Linked DNA regions of Mus musculus: all the other regions are linked to region 1. Evidence: chromatin contacts called from public ChIA-PET, HiChIP or PLAC-seq and promoter capture Hi-C data. All regions are on one chromosome and are shown on one strand. The core of a region is the stretch at or near the end of the contact, and the rest is flanking DNA. Distances in the headings are between cores, read along the strand shown. Region 1 holds the start of Bspry (B-box and SPRY domain containing). Region 2 holds the start of Zfp618 (zinc finger protein 618). Region 3 has its middle 6.0 kb from the start of Gm24117. Region 4 has its middle 6.3 kb from the start of Gm30699.

Evidence for each region. Promoter capture Hi-C pulls out the DNA fragments that hold promoters and counts their contacts. ChIA-PET counts read pairs in DNA pulled down with a chosen protein or histone mark. HiChIP or PLAC-seq counts read pairs in DNA pulled down with a chosen protein or histone mark.
Region 2: a promoter capture Hi-C map of liver shows a contact between it and region 1, with 6 times the contacts expected there. The contact joins the promoter of Zfp618 here to the promoter of Bspry in region 1. A contact is called at or near these places in 4 of 39 promoter capture datasets (cranial neural crest, hippocampal neurons and liver).
Region 3: a contact with region 1 is called in a BATF HiChIP or PLAC-seq map of CD8 T cells, with 7 read pairs. The contact joins the enhancer-like site here to the promoter of Bspry in region 1. A contact is called at or near these places in 3 of 39 promoter capture datasets (cranial neural crest and liver) and 4 of 115 datasets of contacts at active chromatin or transcription factors (CD8 T cells, bone marrow-derived macrophages, embryonic stem cells and 1 more).
Region 4: a contact with region 1 is called in an RNA polymerase II ChIA-PET map of effector CD8 T cells, with 67 read pairs. The contact joins the enhancer-like site here to the promoter of Bspry in region 1. A contact is called at or near these places in 7 of 39 promoter capture datasets (cranial neural crest, frontonasal cranial neural crest, liver and 3 more), 2 of 484 Hi-C or Micro-C datasets (bone marrow-derived DN2 thymocytes and bone marrow-derived macrophages), 3 of 115 datasets of contacts at active chromatin or transcription factors (bone marrow-derived macrophages, effector CD8 T cells and embryonic stem cells) and 1 of 9 other capture datasets (liver).

What each region holds. Positions count from the first base shown.
Region 1 is chr4:62,477,548-62,483,520 of GRCm38.p6, forward strand. It overlaps Bspry (B-box and SPRY domain containing), which reads left to right and starts at 2,520. Exons shown (of 7, transcript NM_138653.1): 1 at 2,520-2,890; 2 at 5,071-5,169. The coding sequence starts at 2,546.
Region 2 is chr4:62,962,794-62,968,766 of GRCm38.p6, forward strand. It overlaps Zfp618 (zinc finger protein 618), which reads left to right and starts at 2,774. Exons shown (of 15, transcript NM_028327.1): 1 at 2,774-2,913. The coding sequence starts at 2,881.
Region 3 is chr4:62,803,481-62,809,453 of GRCm38.p6, forward strand. No RefSeq gene overlaps it. Among named protein-coding and RNA genes, the nearest start is that of Gm24117, 6.0 kb to the right of the region's middle. Within about 2 kb of position 2,526, at least 76 of the 459 cell types and tissues checked have an H3K27ac peak or open chromatin away from gene starts, as enhancers often do. A contact at or near this core is called in CD8 T cells and memory CD8 T cells, where this site is marked.
Region 4 is chr4:62,778,429-62,784,401 of GRCm38.p6, forward strand. No RefSeq gene overlaps it. Among named protein-coding and RNA genes, the nearest start is that of Gm30699, 6.3 kb to the left of the region's middle. Within about 2 kb of position 3,078, at least 82 of the 459 cell types and tissues checked have an H3K27ac peak or open chromatin away from gene starts, as enhancers often do. A contact at or near this core is called in effector CD8 T cells and second pharyngeal arch cranial neural crest, where this site is marked.

The sequences.
Region 1 (5,973 bases), core at 1,270-3,769:
TAGTTGTGTGTTCGGAACAGAACTCAGATCCTCTGCAAGAACAGAATGCCTTCTTAACTACTGAACCATCTCTCCAGCTTGCTAGACCAGTTTTGGTTTTTTTCCCTTTTCCTTTTTTTTTTTTTTTTTCTTTTGATGTCAGGATCACAGTACCCACCCCTCTAAGAACCGCACGTAATTTGCTACGAGTACATTTCAGGTCCTTGTGTGTAATAAAGGCATTTCTTGTGCCTGGTACATGTTAAACCCCCAAACTAAGCACTTCACTGATAAGACTGCATTTAATTGTTGAGGCAGGCCTCTAAGTGAGATATGCTGTTACTTTACTGAATTGAGGAGAAAAGGGAGACCAGAGGAATCAGGCAATCTGACCAAGACCTACAACCAGGAGCTGTATAACCAACAACCCTACATTCCTATGTCACCTGGCATAGAGCATTGTGTGTTTGAGTGGCCTCGTGTCCATACTGGAAGGATGGCTCCACTCAGTACGACTCTGAGTGGCTTCAGGGCTTTTGGCTGCACTCAAATCTGGGGGCTAAGCCAAGACTACAAAGGAAAAGTTTTATCCTCTTTATGTAGTAGTGGCTTTGAGGGTTTCCAGTGTAGAGATATGCAAGCCCCCAAGAGGCCAACTTTGGGCTAGGAGCAGTTTTCCCCACATATCAGGAATACCAGGCTGCATGACCTGCAGAAGGCTCCTTCTGGGTTCAGTTTGATTCATCAAAGAGGCAGAAAGAGCCTCAGAAGTTAGTTGTTCTTGAAATGGGTATTTTGGTATTTTGTGCTTATTTGCATATCCCATTGTCTTCAAAGTTACTTTTTCATCAATGTCAATTTAAAAAAGAAAAAGCCCAAATAATCAAATTCAGGAAATTTGAATGCAAATACACTACTTGGAAAATCAGCCCTTTCAATGCTTCTCAATACGTTGTAACTTAAAAATTACTCATCCAGGTAACCAGAAGTTAAACTGCTTGGGTTTTGGTATCATTGCCATCAATCAGCAACTGAGACTCCACACGTTACTTAATTTCCATAAAATAGTAATCAGGCATGGGGTTACTTAGAGAGTGAAGGCGCTTGCTGCCAAGTCTGGTGACCTAGGTCCAACTTCCAAAACCTACATGGAAGGAGGGATCCTATTCCTGCAAGCTGTCCTCTGGTTTACGAATGCACTGTGGTACATACACTTCCAAAGTATTCAAATATTCTCTCTCTAAATAAATAAATGTGATAAAAATTGTCATAAGTGTTTTTCCTTTTGCTGTTAGCACTGAGCAGCTGCTGTGTGCCTGACACTGTTCATAACTTTTCTTTTTTGCTTTGTTTTGTTTTAAGACTATCTCCCTCTGTAGCTCTGGCTGTCCTGGTGGCCTGGAACTCGCTATGTAAAACCAGGCTGCCTCTAACTCACAGAAATCCATCAGCTTCTGCCTCTTTTTTTTTTTAAAGACTTATTTATTATATGTAAGTTCACTGTAGCTGTCTTCAGACACACCAGACGAGGGTGTCAGATCTCATTACAGATGGTTGTGAGCCACCATGTAGTTGCTAGGATTTGAACTTGGGACCTTCGGAAGAGCAGTCAGTGCTCTTAACCGCTGAGCCATCTCTCCAGCCCAGCTACTGGCTCTTGAGTGCTTGGATTAAAGGCACATGCCACCACTCACAGCTTGGTTTTTTGTGTTTTGTTTGTTTGTTTGTTTGTTTTATTTGTTTGTTTTGTTTTTTTAATGTGTCTTTGAGACAAAGTCTTACGTAACCCAGCTGGCCTCGAACCTTATATGTTTGAGGATGACCTTGAACTCCTGATCTTCCCACTTCTATCTCCCAAGTGTTGGGATTACAGATTTGTGTCACCATAACTGACTCATTTCATGTGCTTTCATTTATATACTCCTCAACCCAAGTATGAGAGTGAGATCGCCTCAACCCCCTTTAACAGTCAAGCACAGCTGAGAAATGAGCCTGTATTTAAGACACATGCCTAAAGCTGCCCCTCAAACACGCTGTTAATGCATTTAGCAAAAAATCTGACACTTCGTAACTGCTTACTAAAGATTCGTATAGGCACTAGAATGTCAGTTGTTTTTTTTTTTGTTTTTTGTTTTTTTTAAATCAAACACATCACGTATCTTGAGGTATTTCTTTTCTTTTTAAGATTTATCCATTTATTTAATGTATGTAAATACACTGTAGCTATCTTCAGACACACCAGAAGAGGGCATCAGATTTCGTTACGGGTGGTTGTGCGCCACCATGTGGTTGCTGGGATTTGAACTCGGGACCTCCGGAAGAGCAGTCGGCGCTCTTAACCGCTGAGCCATCTCTCCAGCTCCCAGCTGTTTGTTTTTAAAACTCTGACACAACACAACTTAATCCTATAAAGAACCACAGCCTACAGATGCAGGCGGAACCAGTGTGGTGTGGGTCAGCGCGCGGGCGCAGCCTGGGAGGGGCGAAGCCAGAGAGGGCGGGGCCTGGAAGGGCCACGCCCTCGGTACCTGCGACAGGTGGAGCGCGCGGCCTCCGGCTCTCGGCCATGTCCGCGGATGTCTCCGGGACGGAGTCCGGGTCCGAGTCCGGGCCGGAGCCGGAGCCGGGACCGGAGCCCGGACCGGAGTCCCGACCGGAGTCCCGGCCGAAGCCGGGACCGGGACCGGAGCCCAGACCCGAGTCCGGGCCGGAGCCGGGGCCGCGATCCGGACTGAGGAGGGGACCGAAGCAGGGGTCCGAGCGGAGCCAGTTGTGCCCCGAGCACTTCGAGCCTCTGAGCTGGTTCTGCCTCTCGGAGCGACGGCCGGTATGCGCCACCTGCGCCGGGTTTGGCGGCCGCTGTCACCGGCACCGCATCCGTCGAGCGGAGGAGCACGCGGAGGAGCTGAGAGTAAGCGGGCGTGGGGCCGGGAACTTTCTTGGGGCGGGGGAACTGGCAGGGACCAGGGACCGGGGTGGGTGGGTGGGGGATAGTGGCTTTTCTGTGGCTTCCCTTGCAGAAGGAGGTGGTTAAAGGTGTGACCTCTGGAGTAAACTGGATCGGAGTTTGAATCCTGCCCCCTCCCTGTGAGTCACTGATCCAAGCTTGGTGTCTCTCACCAGTAGTTTCTAGGCATTCATAACACCACGTGATTGTTATAGCTGACCTCGTAAAAACTTAGTCCCCCCCTAACCTCTTGACTTAGAGTCACCCTCTCCCCCCTTTCAGGTTTCCTGGTGAGGGATCCAGTTCCCTTCCAACCTGGCCAGACTGTAATTGAAGTGATGGATAGGGTGGAAGAATAGCAGGGCACTCTATCTCCTAAGGTCTCCTCATCTCTTGGTTCAGTGTGGCTCTAGGCTGGTCATTTTCCAGTTACACCCTGATCCTTTTCCCTGAGCTGCTGAGATTGGAGGCCAAGTCACCTTGGTGCAGCCGTCGTCTTCCTTTCATTTTAGCTGAGGCCCCTGGGGAACTCCTTGCAATTTGATTAAATGGCTTAATTCTCCCAACCCCACCCTGGCACCGAGCCCTGCTGTGCACTGAGAGCTGTCGCTGGGGACATCACCTACTCAAACCAGATTGTAATAAACACACCTCCCTGGAAACTGGGGCCGGTGGAGTTCAGTTACTCAGGGATGGTGAAAATAGACTTGAGAAAAGTTGATATAAATCAGCTTGCATCATGGGTAAGGCTTTTACAAATTCCTAAGGACTTAGATACTTATCATCGAGTTCCATCCAGGCTGAAGCGTGGGTTCTAACTAAGGTTTTTCAGACGAGGAAAAGGGCCCACAGGAGGATGGTAACTCTTAATAGTCAGGGTTTAAGAGGGGGAGATTCATTGACCGGGCAAGAGGAAACCACTTTTTGATCTCAGTGGTTATGAAGAGGAAGTGACCTCATGGAAAACCTTGAAAGTAGCCTTCATGCCTGTATGAGTGGTGAGAGGGGTGAAGGCCAGGGCAGGAGAGCAAGCTTGGTACTCTGCCCCGGGTGCCTTCCCTGAGCTACCCTAACACCTTACACCCAGCCTTGGTGTAAGGGAAGTGAGTCTTGCCATCTTTCTTTTTACTTTAGAGTTTTGGGTTGTTTTGTTTTGTTTTGTTTTTGATGCTGTGTTTAACCAGAGCCTCATGTATTTTAGATCACTGAGCTGCATGTCCAGCCCTAGAGTTTACAATGCTTCCAGCATCCTCCTCCTATCCCTCCATCCTGTAGAGAGATTGTCTCTGGAGCATAATCATTACTGACCTGGACAAAATAGGACTAGTTCAACTGCTCTTAGCTTCTGGATTCATGCCTTGAAGCTAGTTAGAAGCCAGGCTCAAGGTAGGATCCAGCCTAGGTACCCATTAGTGATGAATGGATAAGGAAAATGTAAACATATGCACGTGTATACATGCACTAGAGTATTAATCCATACTACAGAATAAGAGTGTGTGATTGGACTTGGGAGGCAGAGGCAGGAGGATTTCTGAGTTTGAGGCCAGCCTGGGGTCTACAGAGTGATAATGGGAGGCCTGAAGGTTGACAAAGGAAGCCCAATTTTGGGTTTAGACAGGATTCCTCTGAGGTGGTGACCATCTGGATAAAATAACAGAAGTGGAAGTAGTCAATGGTGAAGTGAGGAGAAGAGAGAGGAGGAAGGGAATTGGGGACAAACCCATCAAGACCCAAGTATCTTTGAAATAGGTGTTCTCTGTGTAGCCTTGGCTATCCCAGAACTCACTCTGTAGACCAGGATGGCCTCGAACTCACAGAGATCTGTCTGGCTCTGCCTCTTAAATGCTGGGATTAAAGGTGTATGCCACCAGCACCTAGTTAAAACTCAAGTGTCTTGATGGCTCTGAATGAGTTACTGGAATGGGGAGTCCAGCATTAGTGATCTAGAAGGAAAAGACATGATAGGAATATGTGGGATCCTGGACATAAAGTTTTGCGGGTAGTATTGGTTTTGATAATGATGATATCTGGGTTTGGACCGTAGGAGTGTGTGATTAAGGACAGGGTAAAAAAGGAAAAGCCACTCAGTGATCGAGCGGCCCATTTGCATGAATAAAGATGCTGTGCTGTCATCTGTGTTGCAGAACAAGATTGTGGACCAGTGTGAGAGGCTGCAGTTACAGAGTGCTGGCATCTCCAAGTATATGGCCGAGGTCCTGCAGGGGAAGAACCAGAAAGCAGTGGTAATTCTTCCCCTCTTCTCCACAAAGTGCCTCCTCCTAGGATAAGAGCCTCGCCCAGGTCTAGGACAGCCTAAGATCCCTTTCCTAACTTATAGCCCCATTGTGGCACTGGTGGAGGTGGGTGACTCTCCTACTACACAGGCTACAGACTAGAAAGCAGTATTCTCGGGAGCTTCAGATTAGAACGTAAAAAAGATTAGTACCTTTCTTTACACAAAAAGTTTAGATTTATTTGTTTTATGTGTATGATTGATTTGCTTGTATGTATGTGGGCCATGTATATACCTGGCACCCTCAGAAACCAGAAGGGGGCATTGCATCACTTAGAACTGGAGTTATAGATTGCTGTGAGCCACTGTGTGGGTACTGGGAAACAAACCCAGATCTTCTGCAAGATCAACAAGTGCTCTTAACCACCAAGCCATCCCTCCAGCCCCATACTTAAATCTTTCAATATGGAATTTTTTTGTGTGCATCCCTAGGATTATGAAATTCCCTAGGGACTTCTACATGGGTTCTTTCTTTCTTTCTTTCTTTTTTTAAGATTTATTTATTTTATATTTGCTAGTACACTGTCACCGGAAGAGGGAGTCAGATCCCATTACAGGTGGTTGTGAGCCACTATGTGATTACTGGGAATTGAACTCAGGACCTCTGGAAGAGCAGTCAGCGCTCTTAACCACCAAGCCATCTCTCCAGCCCCTACATGGATTCTTCTTCTTCTTTTTAACCAGTCTGAAGTTTGAACCCAGGATCATGTATATGCCAGGAAAATGCTCTATCATTGAGCTACATCTTCAGTTC
Region 2 (5,973 bases), core at 1,524-4,023, 490 kb after region 1:
TGTGTGACTTGATTTGCGTCTCTTTGTCACACTGGTCATGGCGCCATTGTTCTCTGCCAGCATGGGTCTCCAGTGGGTCCTAGAGTGCAGCTATCTTGCTCCTGGAGATCCAAAGGCGCTCTCTGTGTTGCACATGTGTCCTGTTTGCTGTGATGCTACACAGTCACTGCGGGTGACTGTGTTGTTTCTGCAGTGGCTTTAGGGAATGTGTGGGTTCAATTATAACCTGGGTTTCTTAAGCTTAGATGGCATTGCCCTTAGCATCCCTTCCAAGGCCTGGGCAAGATAGCGTCAATCAGAACACCTTCTCTGCGTCTCTGACTCCAGGGGGAAGCGTCTTTATACATTGTTGCTGAATATACATTGTTGCTGAATACTGGGGTTGAGGGGGGCTCTCTGTCAAATGCGCTGACAGAATGTTCAGGTCATCTAATCTCTGGGTTATGGAGAGGCAGAAGGTATTTGCAATGATTCTGGAAAGAAAAGGCTGCATAGGACCATGGGATTTCACAGGCTAGAGGTGACAGGCAGTCTAGCACTCCCTTTTGGGAAGATACTTTCTCCGTTCAAATGGACATGTAGGTAAAGTTTTGTTTAGTGGTTATTTTCTGGATCCCTAAAACTATGACTTAAGGACCTGGGAACTCAAACTCCTGCTATCCCCTCTATCTGACGAAGATCCTGCAGGGAGAATCACCAGCCAATCAGGTATAACTTGGAATCATTGCTGTGCTCCTGGAGTGGACCAGGCCCTTCCTCTTTACCTTGTTCAGGTACTACAGTGGTTTGCAAGAGGATGTTTTTAGGGAAGCAGCTGCCGGGACACTTGATGGAAATGTAAACTATCAGTTCCTTACCTCAACAGAATGAAGTAAGAACTCCAGGGTGAGACCAGCCAATCTGGGTGGTTCAAATTTGAGAAGGGCTAGGGCAAGCTCTTCTTGACAGTTTATCTGCCCCCCCTCCCATATATATACAGTAACTGCTCAGTGAACAGTTACTGTACCCCCCTTTCCTGACTCTCAAAGAAGGGCTTTTCTCTTGATAACCATCCCACTGCGTTGATCTCCTTCCTTACCATTCCAGGGAATCCTATCAGCCTTAGCTTGGGCAGAGGAGCAGGCCTGGCCAGGAGGCAGATACTCTGAAAACAGTTTAAGGCTCTAGTATCTAGGAGGAGGTGAGGCAAGCAGGCAGAGCTTTGCCAGGCTTGCCCAACTGCCAGCTCTGCTTCCCACTTGATCCACACGGGCCTTGGAAGATGCTGCCAGATCTCTTCCAAGAACATACGCGATAAGCAGGGGAAAAAGAAATGGGTACTTTTAAATCTCAAATCAATCACTGACTTTAGAGGTTTCCAGATGTAACTGGAAGATGCTGCTTAACTTCTTATGTATTTACCAGGCTGGGGTTTGAAAAGTGGGGTTCTTCACTGTTTTTCTTCTACGGAGGGCCAAATTCCCACAGACTGATTCTTCCAGGAGAGTGGTGTCTTTAAAAACTAACTTGAAGGAAGAAGAAGGGTTCTAAGGGGACGGACAGTTCTAGAGCCCTTTCTGTTTAGAGGAGTTTGCTCTTTAAACTTTAAAAAGCTCCTACACATGTTTTCTTAAGGTGGAGTCAGAAAAAGCACCCGTTTAACTAGCCTTAATTTCCATAAAACAATCCTATCCTTATTTTTTTTTTCTCAAGGGAAGGGTAAGGAAACACATTGGTTCCTTTCTCATCTGATACATGGCAATTCTTCAACTTCTTATTCTAAAACTCAACTAGCTGTGGGAGAAGAATCCAGGGGTCTCTCTAGTTTTCATATAGGCCAGGTCTTTCTGATTTATTATTTTTAAGTCTATTTTGGGAGTAGGAGGACAGAAACAAACCCTTAAGTCTTCCTAAGTCATAAAGAGGAAGCTCTCATATAAGAAACATTTTGTATTTTTATAGTTTAGGACTTTTGAAAGAGCAGGCCTCTTTAACCTTTCAGTTCAAGTAAGAGGGATAAGTCAAAATTTTCCTTTTCTAACTGGGGGGGGGGGGGGGGGGAGGGGCTGACCCTTGTTCAACCTTCAACATCTCCTTCCATAGGGTCAGGTTTTGTGTTTTTTTTTTTTTTTTAATACTTTTACTTTTTTTGGCGGGGGAGGGTAAAAAAGTGACTTCACTGACATCAAACAGAAGAGAGGCTCCTCAAATAGTAAATTTATATTCAGACTTGATGGGGGTTAGAGAGGGTCCCCTTGGCCCTCAGTTCTCAAACTTATCTGCGAGGACGGGGAGGGGGGAGCTAGGTATAGCCTAGGCTACCGAATATTCCCAGGAAGCTTTCCAGTTTCGTTCCTCAAAACTTTTATTTAAAAAAAAAATCGATCTGATTTGGGGGGGGGGGAGAGCTTGTGGGGAGGGGAGAGGCGTTCCCATTAACCCCTTCTGTCCCACCAGAGGCCGCTCCCCAAAACTTTTCTGTGCCCCCACCTCCGCCCCACGCGAGCAAATGCCCCGCGCGCGAGGCTGGCGCGGGAAAGTTTGGGGGGCCGCCGGCGGCGCGGGGGACCGGCGGCTTTGTGTGAGGCGTGGGGCGTCGCGGAGGCCCGCGGCGGAGGCCGAGGAGAGGCCGGGGGCCCGCAGCGGCTCGGAGGCCGGCGGGGGCGGTGCGGGGCGCGGTGCAGCGCGGCGGGCGCGGGCCGGCGGGGCGATCTGCGGTCCCCGCGGCGGTCCCCCCCGGCGCCCCCGGCCCCCGCCCCCCGGCCCGCGCGGGGCGGGCGGAGGAGGGAGCGGCAGCAGCGGCGGCGGCGGCGGCGGCGGTGGCAGCGGCATTGTGCGCGCGGCGCAGCCCGGCCCGGGAGGAGCAGGACGCGCCGGGGCCGCCTCCTCCCGCACGGACCGATGAGCCAGCCGGACGGCGCGGCAGCTCCGCAGGTAACGCGGGGCCGGGGCGGGGGCCAGGGCGGGGGCCGCAGCAGCCCCGCGGGATGGCGAGCGCGGGCGCCGGCGGGGGGATCCGGAGTGGGGCCGGGCGGCCGGGGTGCGGGAGCGGCCCCCCGGGACGCTGCGGGGCGCGGGCGACGCGGGGGCGGCGGCCGAGGCTAATGGGGACCCCTCACCCGGCGTCCCCCGCCGCCCCCCGCGGCCCCCAGCTCGGACCGGAGCCCAGAAACAAAGCGGCGAGAGCACGGAGCAGCCATTGCAGTTTGGACAATTCAGATTTTGCGAAAATGCAACCTTCTTCCAGATCTCCCCCTCCCCCGAAATTTGCAATTTCCCCTTGACCCTCTCTGCTCTCATGGTCCTTGGTGACCCCCAGGAGAGCTTTCCTTCCAGGCCCCCAATCTTTGCAACAATCTTTTTTTTTTTTTTTTTTTTTTTTTTAAGGCCATATTTCCTTCTCTCAATTTTTTTTTCTAATTTTTCTTCAAACGGTAGTTTTTTCCCATTAAAACGACGCCACCTAGAGGATACTATTTTGTAAATAAAAAAAAAAAGAAATTAAAATTGAAAAGAAATATTTTTTATTTCTTATTTATTCCAAAGTTTCATCTACAAACTGGTGGATGTGGGAAAGATTCTTTTTTTCTATCTTTTTTGGAGTGAAAATTTTCACTTTGATCATTGAAAGGACATGGAGACAATTTTATTTCTGAAGCCAAATCCAGATAATATGTAAATGAAAATTAAGCTGGAATTTGAATGAATTCAATTCTTGAAGGGGAGAAAGCAAAAATACCTCCTAAAAGCAAAGGCAGTTTAGGTACCTAAGTTATTTTAATTTGAGTAAAAAAAAAATAGTAATTGGAATGAGAAAAGGGGGGAAATAGTTCAGTTTAGGGAAAGCTGGGAGAATTGGCTTTATGAAGCAATTAGAAATTGTGTTTCATTATAATTTGCGGCTTGTTTTGCTCCGTAGGCAAAAATGACTAATTTTGCCATTTGGCAGCGTTCAAAGTTTTTCCATTTCCAAGAAAGAAGGATTTAGGAGAGAAAATAGATCCTAAAATGTTGGCTTTGGACACACCCAAAAATTGTAGGTTTAAATTTTTACATTTACATTTTACTGCATTTAACTCCTGAGATTTTAAAGAAAAACAGAAATTGGAAAAGTTAGAGTGAAATCCTGCCGGTCTTTTTTCTGTTTTTTGTTATGTTGTGTGTGTGTATGTGTGTGTTGTGTGTGTTGTGTGTGTGTTTTGCTTTGATGGAATAATTATGACTGTTTCCTGATTTTGTTTGCTGCAAGGTCTAGGCATTTCTTGTTTTGTTGTTGTTTTATCTAGAAAATGTCAGGGACCTTTTCTTGAGCAATATTCAATGGAGAAAAATGTCAATTCATATATTGTGCAAACTGAGTAGCCCACAGAATTGTAGGAGAGGCCGCCATTAAAATAAGATATGCATAATTAACATTATTATGAAAAACTAACAGTGGATTCACAGAAGCCCATTTTTTTTTACGACACACAAGTGAATCAATTGATGGAGATAAGGATTAAAAAAAATCCTTGTTAAAGAGGAGAATTTGTCTTTCTCAATTTTGTTTTCTAGTCCAATTAGAGTATTATCATCAGTTCCTTTTTTAAAAATTCAGGTTGGCTTCAGGTTTCTTTGTGATGTGGGGTTGGATAATTCATTAATATTTTGCATTTTTCAAATTTTTTTTATTGCTGTCAAAAGAGAAGAAATCCATTAGCCTTGATCATTTGAAGATTGTGTGTGTGTGTGTTTTGAAGGGAGGGGATTTGTAACAACAACAGAAAATTCCACAAATTTTACTGACCCAGTAAGAAAAAAAGGTGGGAGAGAGAATGGCAGAGATGAAAATTCTGATTTGAATCCATCTTCCCTGGTAAGAACACTTTGCTGAAGAAATGAACTGAAACACCAACTCAGCTGTTTCTAGCAGGAAAATTTATTATTTTCTTTGAAAGAAAAACTAATCAGAATACACACAAAAGCCAAACCCAGAGATGCTTGCCTTGGGAATTTGAAAGCATTTTTTATAAACAATATTTTATGTGGAGGTTTTGTCCTTAAGATAAATCAAATGAAGGTGAAACAAAAAAAAAAAAAAGAGAAAAATTTTCAAGGGATAAATATTGACTGGATGGAAATTTGACACAAGAGAATAAGATCTGTTCTGAGATAAAGGGAAATTGGTGATGATTTAGGCTGATCGGATGTGCTGATTTTTTTTTTTTTTTGAGTAAAAAAAAAAAAAAAGTTCAAATTTTTCAAACCAAAAGGAGTGTGTTAGTTGGACTTGGGGGGACCTTGTAGACGTTGGGGTTGGAGCTATGATGGGTTACCTGGGGTGGGGATAGACCACTCTGGACCCGGGATCAACAGCTAGCGGGTGGTCCTGGACCTACCTCACCAATTTGTTTTATGGAAACTGGGTTTCTGAAGGGCTGCTAATTCTGTGGAATGAATTTAACATTGGCACAGGTTAGATAGTCCCCATCATCGCCGTAGCATTTGGGAAATTTAATTTAATTTAATTAAAAAAAAATTTTTTTTTGTTTTTGTAACAATCCTTCAGGGCTGACTGGCCACGTTCTGACATGTTTGGAATGAGCCTTTTTGTTGTTGTTTTGTTGTTTTCCTTTAAGTGCATAATTAAAATTTCTTCTCTTGAATTATTTAGGGCGATGTCTTGACAGTCGAGGAATTTATAATTTCAGAAGTTCTAGAGGCCTCGCGAGATAGTGGGCTCAAGTTGGCCAGGGCTGGAGAAGGATGGACATAGGGATGGATAGACGGATGGGGTAAGGGCGCCTCAGCAAAGGTCCAGGATGGAGATAACAGGTTATCTCCGGTGCAAAGGAATGAGAATCTCTTGGTATAGCCTACAGTCTGCCTTGCCACTCAGATGTCTGCAATCTACTCTGCTGAGAATTTTGTTTTGTTGGCTGTAGTTTTATGGTTTATGGCTAGAAATTGCGAGTAATTTGTTTTGTAGATCTTTTTTTTTTTCCTTCTTTTTTT
Region 3 (5,973 bases), core at 1,276-3,775, 330 kb after region 1:
TAGTTGTGAGACTCTCCATACAGTGGGCTCCTCAGCTACACCCTGGAAGAAGCACCAGATAGTGCCCCGAGTGCCGCTTCTGCTGAGATGCCAGAACATAGGGGTGAGGGCCTCCCTTGTACACTCTTTGCGTTGACAGTGACAGTTCCTTCCTCAGTTTGAGTTCTCTGTAAACACAAACAGACATTCTGGATGGTAACCGTGGCTTACGTCTCCAACTGTCTTTTTCTACATCTGCGTCAGGAAACTATGCAGACACCCAAACCCAACACTCAGATGCCAGCTAGGTGTGTGACCATTGTCTGCCATACTTATCAGGAGAGAAGTAGTAGTTTGTCATATACCACTTTTATTTAGCAATAATTCATCTCAAAATACTGCACTTGAAAGGAAACCAAAGAGGGAAGAGATTTTGGGGTTCCATCTTACTTCAAAGCTTTTCTAAGAGAAGGGGTGTCTGAGTTAAGAGTCTTGGTTCTTTTTCTGTTCCCACATTTCAGTCTTCCTGAAAGAGGAGATTGTGAAGATAGAATCTGTGAGTGGACATCTCTGCCACATGGAAGAGATAATGGAAGTCCCTGCACCCACTCTCTGGGGAGATCTTGCCATGGAGAGTTTCAGATTTTGGTTTGGCATATTAGTCTAGGTTCTGGCATTATAACAAAACACCAAAGGCTGGATACTTTATAATGAAAACAGGCCTAATTTGCAGGATGAAGTTCCAAGATCTAGTAACCTCATCTGTTCCGTTCTCTGGTGAGGTCCTAAGTTGACAGCAGTAGCAGGTGTAGATGCTCAGATGCAACAACACAGTGAGACGAAGCAGACAAAACTGAGCAGTTGGTGTCTTTCTATGACACAGGCTCTCTTGGGGACTGTATTGGTTACTTGTGGCAGTGACAGAATTCCCAACAAAAATGACTTAGTGAAGAAAGTGTTTATCTCAGCTCACTTGGAGGGCACAGCCCATCATAGCAGGGAAGCCATAGTGGTAGGAATATGGGGGGACTGGGGAAGCCGAGAGCCAGGAATCCTGGCGCTTAGCTCACTTTTTCCTTTGTATTCAATCTGGGACCCCAACCCAAAGAACGGTGCGGCCATGCTCAGGGAAGGCCTTCCTTCTTCAGTTAACCTAATCTAGAGAATCCTGCAAAGCCTCGATCCTGCCAAGATGACAGTCATGTTAATCCTCATGGAATGAGCCAGGGTCTTGTTGTAACATTAATTCCCCCCCCCCCCCAAGACAATGTTCCCACTGAATATCCCCACTTTCCCTTACATCCCATCACTTCTCAACATGCCCACGATGAGGACCAAGCTTCGGGCTCCTCAAGTGTTGGGGACTCACTCAAACCATAGTAGTTGGGGTTCTGGGAGGATGGGTTGCAGTCCTCCAGAGAAACAGAATAACAGTGTGTGTGTGTGTGTGTGTGTGTGTGTGTGTGTGTCTGTATTGACTCTGCAAAGATACCACATACTCTATCAACTGTTTGTCAAGTGACCTTCATCAGAAACAATACAAAAGATAACAGGGAAGTAGCCACTAGAAGGGCCAGTCCCATTCCATTAGCTTTCCTCACTGGGGTCCTCATATATCTGAGTGCACACATATTTGCAGAACACAGGCATTTGCAGTGCACACACATTTAAAAAAAGATTTTATTTATTTATTTATTTGTTTGTTTGTTTATTTATATATTTATTTAGTATATATGACGAGTTGCTATCTTCAGACACACAGAAGGGGGCATTGGATCCCGTTACAGATGGTTGTGAGCCACCATGTGGTTGCTGGGAATTGAACTCAGGACCTTTGGAAGAGCAGTCAGTGCTCCTAAGTGCTGAGGCATCTCTCCAGCCCCATGCACACACATCATCTGCAGTGCACACACATCTGCAGTGCACACACATCTGCAGTGCACACACATCTGCAGTGCACAGAATTGCCTCTGAAGAATCAAGAAGACATTCCAGAAGGAGGTCCAGGAAATGTGGACTCAGGTTCTTGCAGCTGTCAGTCTCTGATACAACACTTCACAGGGATTGATTCACTGTAATAAACACTAGCTAACAAACATGTAAGGAAACTGAGGCACAGAGGCTCAGCAACTTGTCCGGGTTTAAGATCAGACATAGAACCTAATCTAGCAGACTCTGGAGTCTAGGTGTGGAGGCTCTGCTGTCTGCCTGTGACAGGGATGGCAGGTTCTCAGTGGGGCGAGCTTGGGAGGGGCCAGAAGATGCAGGAATGTCTTCCAGCTGGAGGTGGCACTTAGGAAAAGTGCCAGTAAGGAGGAAGGAGCAGCTCCTTAATTCAGAGGTGGGGCACTGGGGAGAATGTTGCTGGCAGATGAGAGAGGACATAACAGACAGCTCCAGGGGCCTGAGGACACAGCACCATGACACCACAGGGACAGCAAGCCAGCAGCTGCAGACTTCCCCGGCAGGCAGCTACGCATAGCACTGCCTGCTGCTGGCTCCTCAGCTCTGGGAACCGGCAGAATGCTTCTTCCTGCCTGGTTCCTTCCCGGGCTTTGGCTTCTGACACACTGACCCACTTCACAAGCAGCTGCAAGCTCTGCCTACCTCCCTGGAAGACGCTGTCCTCAAAGGCTTACTCCTGAGCAATCAGACAGGAAACCAAAAGGTCGGGGAGCTCTGTGTACTCCCACTGACAGAGTGACTGACTGGCCCTGTCATCTGAGGTTACCTGCAAGGTCCACTCCCCTCTGGAAGGCAGTAGTGAAGTGTCTGTTTGCTCACGTCTCAGTGAGCCAGGAAACAGAATGTGAACCTGGCATTTCACTTTCTCTCTTCTCTCTCTTTTATTCTGTTTGGAACACCAGCCATGGGGTGGATCTGCCCCATAAACAGAAGGAATCTTCTCTCTTAGGTGAACTGTCTCTGGAAATGCCCTCACAGATACACCCTTGGTATACACCCATCCTCACTGATGCCCTAGGCTTTCATTTTTCAATTAAGTTAACAAAGTCAAAATAGACCACGAAATCCATCCGTCCCATCGACTCTTGTGTCCATTTGTTCAGCAGCCTCTTGGATACACACACCAATCACGCTTTGCCATTTTTCTAGCCCAAATCCAGGCAAGGGGACACCAAACATTAGTCACCACGGCAAGATATCTGTGTGGGCCAACAGTCACTCATCAACAAGCACTGTTTGAGGACCTTCTGTGGTGTTCAGGGAAGGCATACTTGATCAACACTGGTGGAGCCATGTTGGGAACTTCTCTTCCGTAGGACATTCCTCCTCCTCCACATGACCAGACTGACCTCATCAAAGTCATCTTCTCCTTTTGGATTCTCTGCCCCCATTAGTGATACCACAAAGAACCCAAGAGTTCAGTCAGAAAGTGTCCCTGGCCTCTCGATTCATTTGTGGCTTACACTGAGTCCATGGTGCTGCCTTCAAAGCCTCTTCCTGCCCTGGTTTCCTGTCTCCCTGTGATAAGAACCCACTGTGTGGGCCTGAACTGTACTTCCTCCCAGCAGAGTCTGTGCTTTGGCCCTAACCACCCTCTTGTCTGTTATTGTTGCTACTTTCAGACTTAAGATCCTTTTCTGGTTTCCTTCTGTCCCCAGGGCAGCAGGACCAACTGGGCAGCAGGACCAAAGCCCGGCAGTATTCCTGATTGTGTGCCTCTCTGAAGCTCTACTCAATCTCTCACCTGTGACAGGACCATGGGAAAATAAGCCTTCCAGAGCTCATGGAGATGACACCTTGGAGGGTGGAACACTAACCCAGTGGGACCAGTGTCGCCATAACACAGCAAGAATGCTTGTTGTGTGGCTTTTCCTAAGGTGACATTGAGGGTATGGGCCCTGAGATAGCAGAAGGGGACATAATATCCTCAGTTTGAGTTTTTTTTTTTTTTTTTTTTTTTTTTAAGATGGCTTTTTACCCCCAACAATAGACAGTTTCAATTTCACTGGGGCTTTTTTTCTTTAGTAGTAAGTTTTTATTTCTCTGAAATGCAGCTCTTTTTCCCTCCCATGCAACAAGTCTCTCTGTCATACCCCAGAGAGCCGGAGAAGTTGGGGAGTCTGCTCTCATGGCAGTCAATCAACAATTACAGAGCCAGAGACTCAGCCCCTGCTATAGAAGGGACACAGAGACACCATTAAACCAGTACACAAAAGGAGGGAGAGGGACCACGTGGTAAGGCACCTAAACCCCTTCGAGTGATTGCTCCCCCAAATCTGAGGCCCTTCTCCACCCGAGAAACCGGTAACACTTGCCAATGAGCACATTCATTTTATATCTCACCATTTCTGTTTTTAAAAATCTAATGGGCAATTGGACACGCAGACTTTGTGTGCCCCGGTACAGGGGAACGCCAGGGCCAAAGGGGGGGAGTGGGTGGGTAGGGGAGTGGGGGTGGGTGGGTAAGGGGGACTTTTGGTATAGCATTGGAAATGTAAATGAGCTAAATACCTAATAAAAAATGGAAAAAAAAAATCTAATGGGCAAAGAAAAAGAACCCACCCACTAGCCACTATCAATGTGAGCAATTCACCCTAGATGAGGCACTGACAACGGGCCAAAGGAACAAGCCTACCTAAGTTCGACTTGGCAAGCCAGCGAGTTCAGTAGGTTCCTTACAGGGCTACTCAAAGGCAGATGCATCACCAGAGTGGAGTATGTGGGCCGCAACTTGCAATAGCTGCTCCCCAGGAGTACCCTGCATGCCAGTTTGGAGAATCCCCTCTCCTCAGTAGTAATTACTGTTTTGGTAACTGTGAGGAAGGGATTTGTGACGTTTATTTCTGGAGTCCCATGTGTCTTCTGTATTCCCTCCAGGAGGGGTTGTTTCAATTCAGAAGCTGCGGTGCAACAACGCTCAGCACCCACCCCTGATGCCCAGCAGGAGGCGCTCTCAGAGTCCGCCTGAGCACAGACTGACTCCAAATAGATTTCCTGCTCTGAGCCCTTGCCTCCTGCTCTCAGGACACCCGAACCAAGATATCTCCCCCCCCCCCCCCCACGGAAGAAGAGGTTCTTTTATTCTTTCTCACTAAGCCATTCACCATTTGATGTCGTGAAGGTCTGCATAGGTGCCTGTCCTAGTTAGCTTTAATTGTTAGCGACACAGCCTAGAATTATATGAGAGAATAAATTCAATTGAGGAATTGCCTAGAGTAGATTGATCTGGGGCGTGACTATGGGGAATTATCTTAATTAATCATTGATGTAGGAGAGCCCAGCCAGCCCACTGTGGGTAGCAGCATTCCCTAGAAAGGTGGTTCTGGGCAGTATAAGAAAGCTGACTAAAGCCGGGCGTGGTAGCGCGCGTCTTTAATCCCAGCAACTCGGGAGGTGGAGGCAGGCGGATTTCTGAGTTCGAGGCCAGCCTGGTCTACAAAATGAGTTCCAGACCAGCCGGAGCTACACAGAGAAACCCTGTCTCAAAAAAAACCCCTAAAACCAAAACAACGAACAAAAAAACAAAAACAAAAACAAAAACAAGAAAGGGAGAAAGAAAAAAAGAAAGAAAGAAAGAAAGAAAGAAAGAAAGATTAAGAAATAAAGAAAGCTGACTAAGTAAGCATGAGTCTGTGAGCAAGGCAGAGAGTACAGCAGCAAGCAGCACTCCTCCATGGCTTCTCTTTCAAGTACCTGCCTCGACTTCCTTCAAGGATAAACTGTGATCTGGAGATGTAAACCCTTATGTTTCCTAAGCTGCGTGTGGTACATGTTTTATGATAGAAATAGAAAGGAATCTGGGACAGTGCCCAGGTCCTCCACGTCACTCTGATCTAGAAGAAAATAGAGAGCTGTCCTTTGTCTAAGAGCATGCCTCACTTGGCATTTGCAGCAGGTCCTCCATCAGCGCTGCAGACTAAATGAGCAGAAGCAAGGTGCTTGCCATAAATACAGCCAGCCAATGGGTAGAGGGAATGTTCTCAACCTTATAAAGGGCACTTATAAAAGCAACAACAGAAAAACCATAAT
Region 4 (5,973 bases), core at 1,828-4,327, 300 kb after region 1:
TTCCACAACACCCTAAGTGTTCTTAGCATTTTCTCTAAACTGGAAAAATAAAAAAAGCAAAATGCTCTCCTGGGGAGAAAGGGCAAATTGTATGTTCTTTTGTTTACATGTGTGTACAGAAAATCATTATTCTCCTTGGTGATTTTCCATGTGATATCAACAGTGAGATGGAGAAACTGGGACTCTGTAATGGCTCCTGAGGGACTTTTTCCTCTTTGGTGACCCCAGAAAGCTCTAGGCATCCAGCTATTTTTGAAAGAAAGGAGGAAATGCGGACGGCAGCCTCTACCAGCTGCAGGTCACTGAGTGGCCAGCTTATTTTGATGATGGCCTATTTTTACTTTTATTTACTCTGATGTTTTGATGCAATCGTTGGCATTTTGTGTTTGGCCTTTGACCTTTGAAAAGTGCCATTCACCTTGGGAATGCCCGGGGTCATCGGACTACATTTGAGGGATGTGAAGTCACCCATTTCCTTAAACTGTGGCCACTCTGCTCCTGCAGCCAGTGAAGGTCAAGGTCCACCTGGGGAGAGAAGGCTAACCCTATTTTTATATAAATTCTTTTTTTTTCTTAGAAAAAAAAACCCAAACCACCTGGAGTAGGAGCTTGTTTCCTCTGGCCCAAGGTTTCTACCAAGATTTCTGTCCTTTCAGGGAAGACCTTGAGCCAAGACTACTATGGGAGTCAGGTATAACACAGCTTCATGCGATCCTAAGAGTCTGTGATTCATTCATTCCTGCTAAGGGAGATTCCCGCACTGGACTGGGAGTCATGGTCGGGAGGAGGGGCAACTGTGTCCACTTCACCAAACAAAGATCCAGAGCCATGAAGCGCGGAACTTACTGAAGCCTTGGCTGCAGGTACAGGAAGAATCTCTCCTGCAGGTGACCGTGGCTCACCTTGGAGGTGACTGACTGTGGCCCACTCCCTTTCCATCTTTGGCCCCTTTCCCTTCTCCTTTAACACAAAATGTGTTGGATGCATTTCTAAATCTTTTTCAGCACGGGCTTCTCATAAAATGGGACCTTCTCAAAGGCTAAGCAGGCATCTGGACCTTACAGAGTCAGGGTCAAGTTCCATGCATATCTGAAGAGAAATTAACGTGGCTTGAATGAAATAAGCCACCACCCCGGGCCTCACACATATACTGCACCTCCACTCAGTGCTTGCCATTATTTGGTGAAGAAGGCTCTATTATCACTCCAAATGGTGAGGGCATCAAGGCTTATGGGGGATGGCTTAAAGTCATATCTGAGGAGTGACACAGCCGTGATCAGCCTGCAGGGTCCATCCCCATCAAAGTGTGCTTGGAATTAACTGTGTAACCATATCTAGTGTAGGTCAGGAGCTAGAGCAGGGACACTAGGAGCCCAAACGCATGCACTCAGCATTGCAGCAAGGTGGGTTGAGCTCTCTAAAGCACACTGCATGCCCTGGGGCTAACCTTGCCTGGATTTTTGATGGAAAGAGAAGTCAGATATGGAGAGGTGGGATAGGAGTAGTACCTGTGGTTTCAGGATCAATAGCTGGAGCTGACCCAGTTGGTACTCAGTCCGTATCACGGCTGGTCCTGGATCCGCAGCTCAGAGCTGAGCTCCAATTGACCAAGTGTTTGCAGAAATACTGAGTTTCCTTCTAAACCAGCACCCTGTGGACAAGAAGACTGTAACCTTATTCTCTTCTTTCGTTGGCTGTGGGGTAAGGGTCACTGTTGGCTTGTAAATATTTTTTCTTTTAAAATATTTATTTTATACTCAGGGATGTGTAAATGTGTGTGGGTAGATACCTGAGGAGGCCAGAGGTAATGTATCCAATGGAACTGAGGTTCCAGGCGTGTGAGCCCCTGAGGTGGGTCCTGGAAGTTGAACTCAGGACTTTTGGAAGAATAATGCATACTCTTATACTGCATTGTTTGTGCTTTTTTTTTTTGTCATTTTCAAATTTTTGTATGTTGATTTTTTAAAAAGTGAAATAATGGGTCCACATTTAATGGTAGGACCCGATACAAGACTACATCCTCATCTCCGTATTTTGGAAAATAGGAGAGTAGTCGTTTGGCAGAAGAGATCCTTTAAAAAACCCGCTAAGAGAGGCAAGAAGCCCCATTACTACCGCCGATGCCCACAAGAGGGCGTCTCAGGTCATCGAGAAGCAAACGCAAGCCCAGGATCGCTGCAGCTCAGCAGCGAATGACCAATGAGTAGGCTCTGATATACCAGTTGTGACCCCGCCTCCCCTGCGCTTTAAGGACCCCCTTTCTCTTCTACATCGCTGGAGCCATTTCTGCTTTCTCCAACCCTGAGGGCATACCGATCACTTTGTGTGTGTGTGTGTGTGTTGGGGGGTGGGGAGGACTGATGGACACAGAAATGGAAACAGCATACGACAGCTGTACTGCACACCCCCCCCCCCCCCACGAAGGCGTGACATTTCTGCCCTTCCAATGAAAGCTCTTCTTGGAAACTGAGGTCTGGAGCAGCCGTATTAAAGACATCTGTCACTAACCTTGTCAAAATCAACCTGGAGCTTCTCCGGCAGAGTCCAGTAGGTGGAGGCGCAGGGCGGGGCTCATCTTTTTTCTAGGACACTGCAAAGGGAGTGAAAGGTGTCACCTTGGTGGATACCCATCCAGGACACCACACATGCCATCTGTTTTGTGGCTTGTACAGGCACAGCAGAGAAGTGCCGCTAGCCCATTTTAAGATGGAAAGAGCGAGGCGAGGGGAAGTATTGCAGAGCCTATACGCTCAATATCTTTCAGCTCTTATGGGACACAAAGAATCGAGGTGGCAACCCTAGAAGGGTCCAGGCTTTCCCAGGTCCCTACTCTTCTGTAAAGAGGAGATGGGATTCAGCGTGGGAGGGGACCCTTCCTGAGAAGCAGGGTGGGTGAGGTGAATGCTCCCCTTCTGAATTCTCTAGGCTACAGGGAGACCCAGCTTTGCCTCCTGTGAGCCCGCGCAGGAAATCGGTTTTCCCTCCCATTAATGCCTGCTTTACTTACACTTCTTACCACAATTACTCTGCGGTAATTAACAAGGGAAATAACACATCTGGGGCTAACTGCGGCTCCAAACAGATGTACAAGATGCAAAGGCGTTCGGAGGGCCCCATGCTGTGTCACATCTGTCCTGAGTACCTACTGTGAGGGAGCTTTGAGTTCAGGAACAAGGCCCCTGCTGGCCACCAGGGTGGTTTTCTAGGGAGGTCTTGAGGGGTGCAGGGGTGGATCAACACTGTCGGTAAATGGTAAGTTCCTGAGGACAGCAGACAGGAGTGATTGTGGCAGGGACAGTCCTTCCTCTCCCTTCCCAGAGGTGACATGGAGCTGAGGGCAGTGGAGAAACCAGGGGGAAGTATGGCAGGCAGCCTGGGGACAGGCAAGTGTCATAGCTTGAGGCAGAATGAGGGTCTTGCCCTTTGGGAAAATGGACAGACTGGTGTGCAGCTGAGGGATACATATGAGGGTGAGGTGGCTCCTGAGCCCACAGAAAAGCAGTTAAAAGCACAGAGGGAAGCCCTTGAGGGGACCGGCTCTGTCTGCTGCTCTTATTCTTACAGGGCCACGGGTCCAGGGACTTTGCACAAGCTGGAAGTGACAGGCCAACGTGAGCCAGCCACCATTCCCATCTATTCTTTCCCACCTTTGACAGTGTCCCCTCCCCACCTTGCTAAGATGTCCCAAGCCTCCCAGGGACAATGAGTCCTGTCCTTCCCCTTCTCCCTGAGACCCCATTCCTCCTTCAGAGCAGGTGGCTTTGTGGAAGGACTCTGGAACTTTCATTGCAGACTTTCTGACTCCCCTTCTCCCGCCTTCCTATTTGGGATACTTCTAGCTTACCAGAGGCCAAGGGGGGCTAGGGAGGAAACTAGTTATGGACCCAAGTGGGTCCCTAGGAGAATGACTCCCCTCAGGAGCCACCCACACAAGGCAGGGCCTTGTCATTTTATTTTTATCATAGTTCTGTGTTCCCCCTACAACCACACCTTGCTTTTCATGGTCCCCAGGGACTTTCTATAAGGATCTCTTGATCATTCCTGCTCCCCTCCCAATTATGAATGCACCCGTCCCTGCCCTGTCCTTGTTGGGCATCCCTGGAAATATCTGCAGGTGTGTGCATGTGTGTATATGTGGCGATTGCTAAGTGGCTTTTAGAGTGCAGAGATAGGAACTGCCCTTTGTGGAGGCCTCTGGAGGGCAGTGGAGAGGGGACCCTGAGGAAGGAGGGGTAGTTCCACCCTGAAATTCTTCCCTCCCATACCTGGCTTGATTTTGATCATTCCTCTTTAGTGTATTCCTTTTTTTAAGGAAAACGGAGGCTGTACCCAGAGGATGAATGGATGGTTAGTTACTAAATCCATTTCACTAGCAAGGAGTATGTGTTTATGTGTGAGAGGGGATTCGCTTGGGAGGTGAGAGGGGCGGGGCTGGCTTCGAAATCCACTCACCTGGGTTCTAATGCTAGTGCTGATTGCCCTGAACGACTCCGTCAAGAGTTTTGTACCCCATTTTTCTCCTATGTGGAGTAGTGCTTCCTGCGGTCAGTCTGCGAGTTCAATGTGGCCATACATGTGAAGTCATTAGCAGGGTGACTGGTATAAGAAGTGCCCATTAAATGTTGGCTGATGTCACTGTCACCCATACTGCAGGTGGGAACACTGAGGTCCTGGGTGCTTTCCTCTGCAAGGAAGTCCAGCTCTGAGGACTTCCCTGTGAGATCTCCCTTGTAGGATCTTAGCTTCTATGCCCCCTGCCCCGAGTACCATCTCAGGCTGGTCCTCTGAGTATAAGGTATAGCCCTTGGGCCAAGAGAGGTGCCCAGCAGGGGACTAGCTCTGAGCTCCCAGGTTAAAATGACTTACTGGGCTAAGGGCCCTAACCAAGAGGATTGTGACCATGCAGGGCTGTGGGTGGAACCCTGAGTTCTTAGCCTTCCCTGGAGATGCCTGCTAGACTGATGGATCCTCGAAAACACCCTAGGTTAAAGAGTCAGCCAAATGTGAGTTCTGTCCCTGTCACTTGTGCTTGGTGTCTTTGGGCTATACCTGGCCCCTCGGAGTTAAATTTTCCTAACCACACAAGGAACAGCAACATCTGCTCTGGAGGAACGGCAGGACTGGGAGATGGTATTTATGCAAACACCTCTTTATAACCAGCCGGCATTTGTGTTCTCATGCCGCTGGGAGCCGAGTGTGCATCACCTGCCATCTGCGCTAAGCCTCATTTCCCACATCCCGGTAATGAGATAACTCTGTAACCTTGCATTGGCAGAAACATCCCTGGTCTTACCCAGCACACCTCTGAACCCCCTGAATCTGTTCACGGGGCTTTCTCTGGCTGTACAATCTCCAGCGACCTGCCTAAGGATGGGCAGAAGATCCAGGGAGCTAGTGCTCCCAGAGCTGACCTCAGTCACTAAATAGATGGACCAGGCTAATAGATAATCCCCTCTGCTCCCTCACTCCAGGGTCAATGCCACAGAAGGACCCTGTCTGTCCACAGGAGTAGCCTGCCACTCATGACCGTCTTCCAGATGGCGTTCCCCACATCCTTGTCCCATCTGCCACCGATGCAGCACTTCCTGCATTCACCCACCACAGATATCCATTCAGCCTGGGGCCTGGCTTCTTCCTAGTGGTCCTCACAGAGGGTCACTGGCCAGCATGGGAGTTCGAAGGGTCAAGATTTGAGTGGAAAACCCAGTCTCCCTCCTGGAAAATCAGGGCCTAGGGCCAATTGTTCCAGGCACTCCGAGGGGCAGGGACCAGGACTATGTGGTGTCACTGCCTAGACCTCCAAAGATCCTTCAAGGATCAGACAAGGCAGGGGACCCAGAGCATGGGGTGAATGCACAGTTCTGAGGTTAGGGATAAGCAGCACGAGTCAGGAGGTCTCAGCTCACCCTGAGAGTCTCCAATCTAAGTCTTTGTGCTCACTAGTCCTTCATTCACACCTAGGACTTTAGACTC